Linked DNA regions of Sus scrofa: region 2 is linked to region 1. A link is a contact called in public HiChIP or PLAC-seq data. All regions are on one chromosome and are shown on one strand. Each heading gives the region's core, a stretch centred on a gene start, on an enhancer-like site or on the middle of the called end of the contact. The rest is flanking DNA. Distances are from core to core; before and after follow the strand shown.

What was found. HiChIP or PLAC-seq counts read pairs in DNA pulled down with a chosen protein or histone mark.
Region 2: an H3K27ac HiChIP or PLAC-seq map of alveolar macrophages shows a contact between it and region 1. The contact joins two enhancer-like sites. A contact is called at or near these places in 10 of 47 Hi-C or Micro-C datasets (alveolar macrophages, embryonic fibroblasts, heart right ventricle and 5 more) and 1 of 2 datasets of contacts at active chromatin or transcription factors (alveolar macrophages).

Annotation. Positions count from the first base shown.
Region 1 is chr1:223,334,124-223,339,650 of Sscrofa11.1, reverse strand. No RefSeq gene overlaps it. Among named protein-coding and RNA genes, the nearest start is that of C1H9orf135, 180 kb to the right of the region's middle. Within about 2 kb of position 2,215, at least 2 of the 83 cell types and tissues checked have an H3K27ac peak or open chromatin away from gene starts, as enhancers often do. A contact at or near this core is called in alveolar macrophages, where this site is marked.
Region 2 is chr1:223,460,612-223,466,138 of Sscrofa11.1, reverse strand. No RefSeq gene overlaps it. Among named protein-coding and RNA genes, the nearest start is that of MAMDC2, 78 kb to the left of the region's middle. Within about 2 kb of position 2,713, at least 3 of the 83 cell types and tissues checked have an H3K27ac peak or open chromatin away from gene starts, as enhancers often do. A contact at or near this core is called in alveolar macrophages, where this site is marked.

The DNA.
Region 1 (5,527 bases), core at 966-3,465:
AAATAGCCCAATGGTTGGCTTACACCAGGAAGCGAGGTAGAGATTGACAAGGCTTCCAAAATCAGAGAATTCTGACCACATCTGGGATGGTTCTGGACATTGTTTGGATCTATGTGGGTTGTTGGGGGACTGCTTTTCAGGGAATAGTGAGTTGCTGAAAGACAGATGGGTGACTTTCAAAGGCTTAGCTCCAGGTTATTCACAGGTATCTTTCTAGCTGGAAGATAAACAGCTGTGGCATGATGGGGCAGGAGAGAATTTGGGAGATGATAGATATGCTCTTTATCTTGACCATGGTAATGGCTGCACAGTTGTGTATTTGTCAAATATCACTGAACTCTACACTCAAAAGAGGTGAGTTTAATTAAATTTAATTAATTTTTACCTCAATCAAGTTGACTTTTTAAAAAATATTTTCAACAACTGCAACACTCTCTAAATTTCAGTGCCCCTTGGCAAATCCTTGGTTGCTCCACCCAGGTTAAAACACAGCTATTTATCTTCCAGCTGAATAGATATATTGCAAATGACCTGAAGCTAAGACTTTGAGAGATGCCTGACAGTCAATCACCTCTTGTCTTTCAGTAAGTCACTATTCTTTCTGAAAAACAGTCCCCAACAACCCACAATAGATCTAGACAATGTCTGGAACCATTCCAGATGTGGTTAGAGTTCTCCGATTTCAGAAGACTGATGAGACTCAGTTGGCCTCCGTTCCAAGCAATGACAGCAAATAGAAGCCCTAGTGTCATCACCAACATGAGTAAATGCATTATTTACACTTGTTTTGTCACTGAATTATAAAGCTCTCTAAATTACATGTAACAACTAATTCCACAGGTAATTCCAAAACACCTGTCATTACTTCTCTTTGGTACATTCCCCAGATTCTAAGAAAAAGATTCTGAAACTTCAGTGGGCGTAAGAATCTCCCAAGGGCTTATATATACAGAATCTTCCCTCTAGGATCCCACTTCTTCACCTGAATTAGTAGACTGGAATGGAGCCTATTATCTGTATTATAAAGAAGCTTCAGATTCAGGCAGTCGGAACAATACATTTTGAGAAATAGTAGTCAAAGAATTCTAATGTGAACTGGAGGAAAATCTGGAGGAGCCCCAGTAATAGAACTGGCTAGAGGTTATAGAAAAGTCACCTAGAAGCAGGATCCCAAGAAATTTCTAGAAACCCATGGAGGTAGGAACGGGGGAAAGGGTTTAGAGGTTGTCAGAAAGAGGCCTGGAAGGAGTTCCCACCGTAGCTCAGCGGTTAACGAATCTGACTAGGAACCATGGGGTTGCGGGTTCCATCCCTGGCCTTGCTCAGTGGGTTAAGGACCCAGCGCTGCTGTGAACTATGGTGTAGGTCGCAGACTCAGCTCAGATCCCGCATTGCTGTGGCTCTGGTGTAGGCCGGTGGCTACAGCTCTGATTAGACCCCTTCCCTGGGAACCTGCATATGCTACTGGAGCAGTCTTAGAAAAGGCAAAAAGATTTTAAAAAGAAAGAAAGAAAGAGGACTGAAAAGGCAAAGCTGTTCTAAGTGGAAAGTGCTAGAAGGAAAGGTTCAGATGTGATCGTCCTAAGTTGGTGACCAGTCCTGGCTTCTTATCCCACCACCCTTCAGTGAGTGCAGGACTGGTGGGCTCCTGTGTGTTGGGATACTCTATATCTTCCTTGATCTTATATTTAATGATTTCTGTCCATCAGGAGAAGGCACTGATATGGAGATTAATATTCAGGCAACTTATTAATGAATGTTCTTGGGATCAAGAGTAGTGGAAAGAGACAAAAGCAGGGCTGAGTGGAGGAAGAGGTTGATGATGCAGACAGATTTAGCCGGTCCCTCGGGGAGCTCTGAGATAGCAGTGAGCCCTTCAGCCCTGTCTCAAGTTGGGGCCCCTCCACCCTGACCCCAAAGAAAGGATGAGCCCTTAAGAAAAGGAGCTCCTTTCAGATAGGCCTTCCTGGAGAAGTCTGAGAGCTGAGGACAGTCTCAGCATCACTCTCAGCACATGGAGGAATAAATCCATAAGGTCCAAAGGTGGGTCTGGGTGCTGCATCATTACAACCACTACACCTCATTTTTTTGCTGATGTTTTTCATGAATAATATTAATGTTTTAGTGGAATATTTCATGCTAATGAATAAGTTTCCCAATCTTCTAGGCTATGGTTGCATGAGTTGATGTCTCCATTGACCAGATGACCTCTTGGTTCCTCTTTCTTTTCCTCTTCCACCTACAAACTCCTACTTATCCTTCAATTATCAGTCCAAATGTGGCCCCCTCTGTGAAGCTTTTAGTTGCCACCAGCAGACACAGGATTTCTGCTTTCTGTGTTCCTCGGGACCTCCAGCTATCTCAGCAAAGATCTTGTCTGTAGTATTTTCATGTCTGCATATGTTTCTTGTGATTTGAATGTAAGATCCTGGGGAAAGGAACTAGGTCATATCTTATTTGTGTAGCCCCAGCATTCTGGCACAGGCACAGCACCAGTGTTTGTTTAGTTATATCAGCTGATATGAATGTAGCCATGGCTCCATGATCTTGGAAAAGCCTCTCCCAAGAATTGTGGGAATCTGAGAAAGCTAATGATTTTAGTACTCGGTCAACCATTACTTTTTCATGTTTGTCAATTTGTAGGATTAGAGAGAATTTGAAAGTGCTCACTTTCAGAAATAAATTTAATTGATAGTATATTTTCTATTGGCCACAATTGGATCATTGCTTCTAAAATCTCTTAAGAATATATCATCCATTCTTCTGTATTTCTTATCCTCATTTCTTTTGTGAATTTAAAAATTAATGTGCTTGCAGGCTTATCAAAGAAACTAAAATTCAGATAATAAATAAGCACTTACAATTTGTTAACACACTACACCACACATTCTTTAGCTCCAGATATTTCAGCAGACTGCCAATTTCAGCTAAATATACAAATAAGGAGCTGGATATGAACACCTGAGTTATCTGGCTCTGATTTCTCTTTTATCCTAGTAGTGGTTTAGTGCTCTTTATAGATTGGCAGCTGACACAATGCTAGCTAACCCTCCTCCTAATTTTCTTGTGTTGGATTTCAATTTCCTCACCTGTAAAATGAGGAAAAGTCCCCCAGAAATTCTAATATTTCTTCCAGCTCTAGCAGTATTCTTTCATTCTGTGGTTCTGTCTATACTGAAATAAAGCATGGCTATTTATTAAATGTCTTATGTGATATTTTACATACAATTTTAAATTTAGACAATGTTGTCATAGAACATGATTTCTATTTAGTTTCAGGGAGTTCCTGTTGTGGCTCAGCAGAAACAATCTGACTAGTATCCGTGAGGACACAGGTTCAATCCCTGGCCTCACTCAGTGGGTTAAGGATCCAGCGTTTCAGTGAGCTGTGGTGTAGGTCACAGAAGTGGCTTGGATCTGGTGTTGCTGTGGCTGTGGCATAGGCCAGTGGCTACAGCTCCAATTCAACCCCTAGCCTGGGAACTTCCATATGCCATGAGTGCGAACCTAAAAAGACAAATAAATAAAGTTAATTTCATTTCAGAATGCCTTTTCAGAACAGTCATTCCTATTCTTCTTTGGGTAACCCAACAGAATGTTGCTACATTAAAAATTTCATATGAATGCATTATGACCTAAAATATTTTTTCTTGATAAGAGAAAAAAAGAGACAAAATTGAAAATAGGTGATGTAAAGCTGCTACTCAGAAATAAAATAATTTCCAAACACAGACATTAAAATTAGAGTTCTCATTTGTGGATCATCTCTATGGAACTTTGCAGAGAATAGAAAAGTGGTGCTTGGGAATAGAGTGTAATCTCTCTTCTTCAATTTTCACATAATGCATTTTCTGCAGTTACAAATAAAGGGCTCATTACTGGGGAACCAAACATACATGTGGAATCTCTGAGAAGAAATGACAAGAAGCTAAGTTAAATGGTGTGTGCAGAAGAGAAAGTTGGAACAAAACGATGTGTTACTGGAGATGTATGGCATCGTCAAAAACATCACACTCGTGGTTTCCTGGTATCTGTGAAACTTGGACCAATTTAAAGTGCCATATTTGATAGATTCTGGCAGAACTGAAGGGAAACTGAGCTGGTGTTTTTTAAAACTTTATTGCTTTCTGGAAGATAAATTTCTTCTTTGAACATTATCTATCTCATTCTATGAGATGTATTACTATACTCCCTGGCCATTTGGGAGCCAATAAGAGTTATTTCTTCTTTCAGCTGCCTCCTGATCTTACAATGAATGTTTTCAGGTAACAGTCTTAAAAAACAAGAGATGCAAGGATGATAGAGAATCATAGAATTTTGAAGTTGGAAAAGGCCCTGGGGGACAAAAATTCACAGCAGTACTGTGACCTCGTTTCATTCTCTCTGCATAATAAACCATCCAGACCAAGTGAGATGCAGAGAATGAGGCCTGAGTGGGAAGCAGGACTACTGAGCGCTAGCACTCATTTTTCAGCCAGCCAGCTGAGGGCCATGAACGAATCACGCAACATTCAGTCAACTCTTAGTAAATCGCTGGTTGACCTTCAGTACAAAGCATTTAATCTTCAGTTTTATTCATCAGAGAAGAGGGTTGAATTAAAAAAATGGCAAGAACCTCTTTCAGTTGGGAACATCCTATCCTTTCTTGATGACACACCCAAAGCTAAAGTTATGTGTATTTCCCTCTCAACTGCCTGATTCAGTTGCCCATTGCTCTAAGAAAATCAATATAGACAAAAACCTCAGAATTTTCAAGAAGTAAGTTAAGGGATTGGTATTTGTATTACAGAAGTATCTTTTCCCTTAGAGACATAAATTTCCTTTAAATACCTAACAATTAAATACACTGGTACTTTATGAGAATTAGATTGTCATGTAACTTTTCAGGAATGCATGTTTGTGTGTGTATCCCCAGTAATCATCATCCTCAAGCTTACCATGTCCCTCCCACTCTGATCTCATGTTTATGGCCTTAACAATCTCTCACCATAACCTTGACATTATCCACAATTCCTCATTTACCCTCCATCCTGGTTCTTTCCTCTGAGCCAGATGGCTTGGCACCATTTTCTCCTTCATCAAATGAGTCCTTTTCTCATTGCCCATCAGCTTTTTGTCTTGCTTCTCCTACTTGAGCTGACTCTTAGAGTTCGTCTTGGTTCAGCTGACTCTGGCAGTTCACCCAGAGTTCACTCCTGAATGCCTGATTCAAGTTCAACATCACAATGAGCCTTGCTCCCTATAATCTATGTTGTTATGGTTATGACTGTTTTGAAACTCAGGTGGAGTTCCCTTCCATAATTTAACACTGAAGCTCACCCCATTTCTTGCTTCTCTCTGAGTTTCAGGTGACTGAAATAAACATTCTCTGTGGTCCAGTCATAGGTTATACATATTTTTACATTACTGGAGTTCCCCTCATGGCTTAGCGGTTAACAAACCTGGTCAACGATCCATGAGGATGCAGGTTTGATCCTTGGCCTTGCTCAGTGGGTCAGGAATCCGGCATTGCCATGAGCTGTTGTGT
Region 2 (5,527 bases), core at 1,464-3,963, 130 kb before region 1:
TCCTATTGTGCCACAGCAGGAACTCCCCAATGAAATTTTTAAAATAAATTAATTTCTAAAAATAAATTAATAAGTAAATGCAAAAAATAAATAAATAAAAGGAGTTCCTGTTGTGGCTCAGTGGAAATGAATCCAACTAGTATCCTGAGGATGTGGGTTTGATCCCTGGCCCCGCTCAGTGCGTTAAGGATCCGGTGTTGCTGTGAGCTGTGGTGTAGGGTGCAGACTCAGCTTGGATCTAGCATTGCTGTGGCTGTGGTGCAGGCCAGCAGATGCAGCTCAGATTCAACCCTTAGCCTGGGAACTTCCATATGCCACAGGCGTGGCCATAAAGAACAAACAAACAAACAAACAAACAAACTCCATTTGTCCCTAGCTCACCCAGTTCATTCTTGAAGGTGTGATCCTGTGGGAGAATGGAATGGGAGTTCCGAATATTTCCTCCTCCAACAAACCAGTTCACGTTGGGGTTCCAGCGGTTCACAAAGCCACAGAGATGATTTTCTTCAAAATCACATTCTGGTAAAGAGAAATAAAAGCACACTTTATGGAATGTAGTTATGCCTGTATACACTCAGACTCACTGCTGTTTGCTCTTAGATATTCAGATACGTTTCTCATTCCTTTTGACCTTTGTACCAGTACCCCTGGACAATGTCAGTGGAAACATCCTATAATGAATAGAGATTATAATTCATCATTGCTTCTTTAGATTATGGCCCTTCCACTTATTAGCCATGTGTCTTGCAGTCTGACCTCTCTTAGTCTCCATTTCTTCATGTGTGAAATAGGGGCTGTGGTGTGGACAGCTGCCAGCACAGTGCCAAGCACACAATTAGTGCTTCGTAGAATGGCCAACTGTGTTTCAAAGCACTATTTGGAGCTATACTCTTAGCTCCAGAAATTTTATCCACCACATTCTGGTAGCCCACTCCCCATCCCCTTCTCTCTTGATGGTAGACAGCATATTAAGCTAAGGGCCAAGGGGCATGTTTCCTAGATGCTGAAATCCTTTGCTTTTCTTATAAACAAGAACTGAGACAGAGGAGTTGGGGCAAGAATATCCTAGGCATAGGGTTCTTCTGCAGCTACTGAGTGGAGAAAAAAGAGAAGACAAAGAGACTCCCTCATTCCTTTTTAGCAGCATTGACAAGTTTGCACAGATAAATTATTCCCAGTCAATAGACTCCTTTAGTGGGAACGAGACACTCATAAGCCATTGAACCCCACAATCATCAATTAAAATATGAAGTGTGATTGTTCTGGTCATCTACTGGCCCCACCAGGCCTACCCACCTTTCCTCCATTCTGCTCCATCCTCAGAGGTGGACGTGTGTGGACTGGTATAGACTTTCCTACCTTCTGGCTTCTATTGGATTCAATCAATGGAAGGTCGGAGGAGAAGAGATGATGGTGTTTATTTCTCCAGCTTTGTCCTTTCCAGGTTGCCATGGGTTGGCTATGTCCCTTAACTAAGGGACCATACAGCTACTGTCTTTAGATTCTGGTAATCCCTTCTCCTTTGCCCCTTCAGACCTAAAGACGTTGATGGCTCAGGAGTCATTGCTCTGACTAGTCCTGGATTGCTACATTATCTTTGTCTGGCTTCCTTCACCCACTCACACCTGTGTAGTCCCTTTAGTGAGTTTTCCTCACATTACTCGTGTTAAATATATTCTGCTTCCACTTTCCTGTCAGGGTCCTGACTGATAGAGCTATCAGAGTACTTCTGCCTGAGCAAGCATTGAACATTTTTAAGATTTTCATTTTCAGTTTTTCCACAGCAGCATCTGCTAACCAGTGCCCAATATGCAGTGCCAAAGGCTGTTACAGAATCAAATAAAAAGCAAAATATTCCTCAATGTGCCAGACACTACTGTGAGCACTTTGTATGAATTAACTTAGTTAATACTCAAAACAACTCCATGAGATATGCACTATTATCAATACCTCATTTTACAGATGAGGAAACAAGAGAAGCAAAGAGAATGTACAGAAAGAAATGTGAGGTGAGAGTATGTTCCTATGGTTCAACCAGGTAAAAGTATCTGTGCTTCTTTTGTCTTTCAAAACAACCAGAAGCCATCAAGTAATTTGAGGAAAGGAAATTAATGTTTTTGAGTGTCCAGCACTGTGATAGTCATCTCTGACAGGTTCCCAAGAGGATGGAGACAGATCTCCACCCCCCGAATGTGGCTGCTGACCTTGGATACCTGTTGGGGACATGGGTATGGCCCAGTGCAAGATCTATACCCTTTCCCAGAATGTGGAGCAGAGATTAACCACCTACAAGGATTAACTGCCCTCTGTCCAGGACTGTCATGGGACCTACCCCTCCCCACCTACCCCTCCCTTGACCTTCCCCTCCTCCTTCTTCATTGTTCCTGCCACAAGTTCCCACCATGAACTCCAGCCACAGATTCCCACCGCTGATCCTTTATAAGCCTAGCACCTCCTTGCAGTCAGGGCTGGGGCCATCTTGAGCTCAGCCTCTGCCCCTCTGATGCTTTAATAAATCTCTTTTGCTTTACCAACTTGGCCTTACGCATTCCTCCCTCAGCAAACCTAACAATCTCATATCCATGATCTTATTAGTCCCTGCAACAATCCTATGAGGGAAGCATTTTATCCCCATTTTGCAGGTGATGAAAATGAGGCCATGGGTGCAATACATGGACTATGCCAGCAGGTGGCGCAACAGGTGTATCCGACTCAATTCTATGGGGCCTTCAAGACCTGAGTGGCCTGGAGGGATCCATGAGGGATGAAGCTACCAGGAGGCCCAAGGAAGGGAGCTGGGGTCTAAAATCACTGTTCCTTCAGAAAATGGCCACATTGCAAGTATGTTATCTTTCACTTGCACCAGCATTACCACTAGCAGGTCAAAACAGAAAAGTGAGAGGGAATTAGCAAAGGCTCTCCCATGTTCAGAATTGTCCTTTTCTCTCTTGTCTCTTCCTCCCTTAGGCATTCAGTCTCCAAATACTGCAGGACTGAAAAAAATCTCTCAGATTTACCACTTTTATTTATTCCACTGCTGATCCCAATTTTATTTATTTTTTATATATTTTTCAAAAATTTTATTTTTATTTATTTATTTTTGTCTTTCTAGGGCCGCACCCATGGCATATGGAGGTTCCCAGGCTAGGGGTCAGATTGGAATTGTAGCACTGGCCTACACCAGAGCCATAGCAATGCAGGATCCAAGCCGTGTCTGCGACCTACACATACCACAGCTCACTGCAACGCCAGATCCTTAACCCACTGAACAAGGCCAGGGATGAACCCATGTCCTCATGGATGCTAATCGAGTTTGTTAACCGCTGAGCCACGATGGAAACTCCTGCTGACCCCAATTTTAGATGCTTGTTGTGTCCCCTCTGTAAGGTCACAATCTCTTCCTAGGGGTTTTTCCCTCTCTGACATATTTTCCTTGTTTCCAACTCATTTTCCATGTGGCAGCCAGAGTCACCATCTGAAAACGCAGCTGCTGGCTGACTTTTAGAGCCTCCCAACCACATAATTCAGGAACCCAAGCTCCGCAGCTGGGATCCAGACTCTTCCATAACAGACTCCCTTAGCTGCCCTGATTCTTACTTCAAACGCCACTCGGCCTCTTGCCTTTGCCTGGACATGGGCTGTGCTGTTTCCCCACTGGGGTCTGCCTATAGAGAGCCCTTTCCTTCCTACCCTGCTCCTCCACTGACTCAATTCTACTCCTCCTGAAACTCTAGCTCAAATGCATCTCCTGTATTCAGTCTTGCCTGATCTTCTCCCCTCCTCCCTGCATCTTCACAGCATAGCTAGTCCTTTTCCAGAATTTATCATACATAGAAACAGCTTCAGTAGAAGACAAAATGAAGGTGAGTGACCTCAGGACATGAAGTATGCCTTTCTCTCTCTCTCTCTCTCTCTCTCTCTCTCTTGGCTGTACTTGTGCCTTCTGGAAGTTCCCAGGCCAGGGATCCCAGTGATTCAAGCCACAGCAAGGACAACGCCAGACCCTTAACCACTAGGCCATCAGGGAACTCCATAGAGTATGTTGTCTCTTTACACTCTCTCAGGGGCAGACACAGAAGAGGTGCCTCAAGAGCCCTGTTCAAGTGGAATGAAGTGTGAAATGACAACTGTGATTATAAAGACAGAGCAATGGTGTATAAGAGAGAAATGGAGGGAAGGAGGCAACACAGAGGTAATATGATACTGGCTCTTTTGGCAAATGCCACAAGAAGCTGAATTCACAGTGAACTGGAAATTATGTTTATTAGACTATGTTGAGGTTAAGGCAGAGACTCAGGGTACAGTCGCTTCATCAGCCCACTCAGTCCAGGCAAACTCTAATGAGCCTTTGTCTGCTAAAGATGAAGATACAACACACAACGCTTAAACGATGCAAATTTCAAAATGCACTGTGTGATGTAGTCTATAAAACACTCTGCCTTTCAGATTGATTCAATTCCCTCTGGCAATGGGAGCTTTTAGAAAAAGATTCACACTCTGATGCAATGAAAAGGAAACCCACTTACCAATACAGTAGCCGGTTGTCATCTTGATTTCAAAGAGTGCAATGCTGGCTGTATTTCCCTGACCGAGCACACCTTCTATTAAAATCTGCAAAACACATGGGGGAGAAGGGAATTAGACTTCAAAACATGTGTCCTTGGTTCAGTATGTCAGCTACTAGTCAGGAGCCGTTCAGCAATTCAAGGCAAAATGAGATAGCTTGTCTCGGTTAATTGCTGTTGGACACCAATCTCATGATGAACTTTATTAAGCAAAGAAGGCATGTGTGTATGCAAGCGCACACACATAGCCTCAGAACTTTGAGGCAAGCAAGGTGTCCAAGAACAGCTTGGAGGCAGCTGCCTTCCATTTTTACTCCAGCTGCCACTTTCTCCAGTGCTGGGTGATAACAATTGGCTGTAGGTGAAGTGCTCCCTGGGGAAGTCTATACTGAGAATGGTCAGAAATTGAAGCTGAGGCCTTAGGGGTGGGGGGTGGGGAGAATCCCTTGGAAGAGGAAGTAGGACCTAGAAGTGGTTCAAAATTCAACTTGGTATTTCTATACTGCTGAAGAATTCCAATTTTTTCTTTTGGGGGGGTGCCACACCTGTGGCATACATATGGAAGTTCCCAGGCTAGAGATCGAATCAGAGCTGCAGTTGCCAGCCCATGCCACAGCCACAGCCACAGCAACACTGGATCTGATGAGCTGCATCTTCGACCTGCAACACAACTCATGGCAACACCGGAACTTTAACCCACTGAATAAGGCCAGGGACCTGCTTTCCTCATGTATACTTGTTGGGTTCATTACTGCTGAGCCACAATGGGAACTCCAGACTTTGAAAATTTAACATAAAGAGCAGAGAAAACATGACAACTTACGTGGCTGATTTCAAGCCCTGTTCACATTAGGTCCTGCTTCTGAGAGTATCTGCTTTTTCTTATGTGATTTTAGTCCAATATTTTACAGCTATGCTGGCAGATGTAGGCTATGATATACTGTTGGAAGGATGTTGCAAAA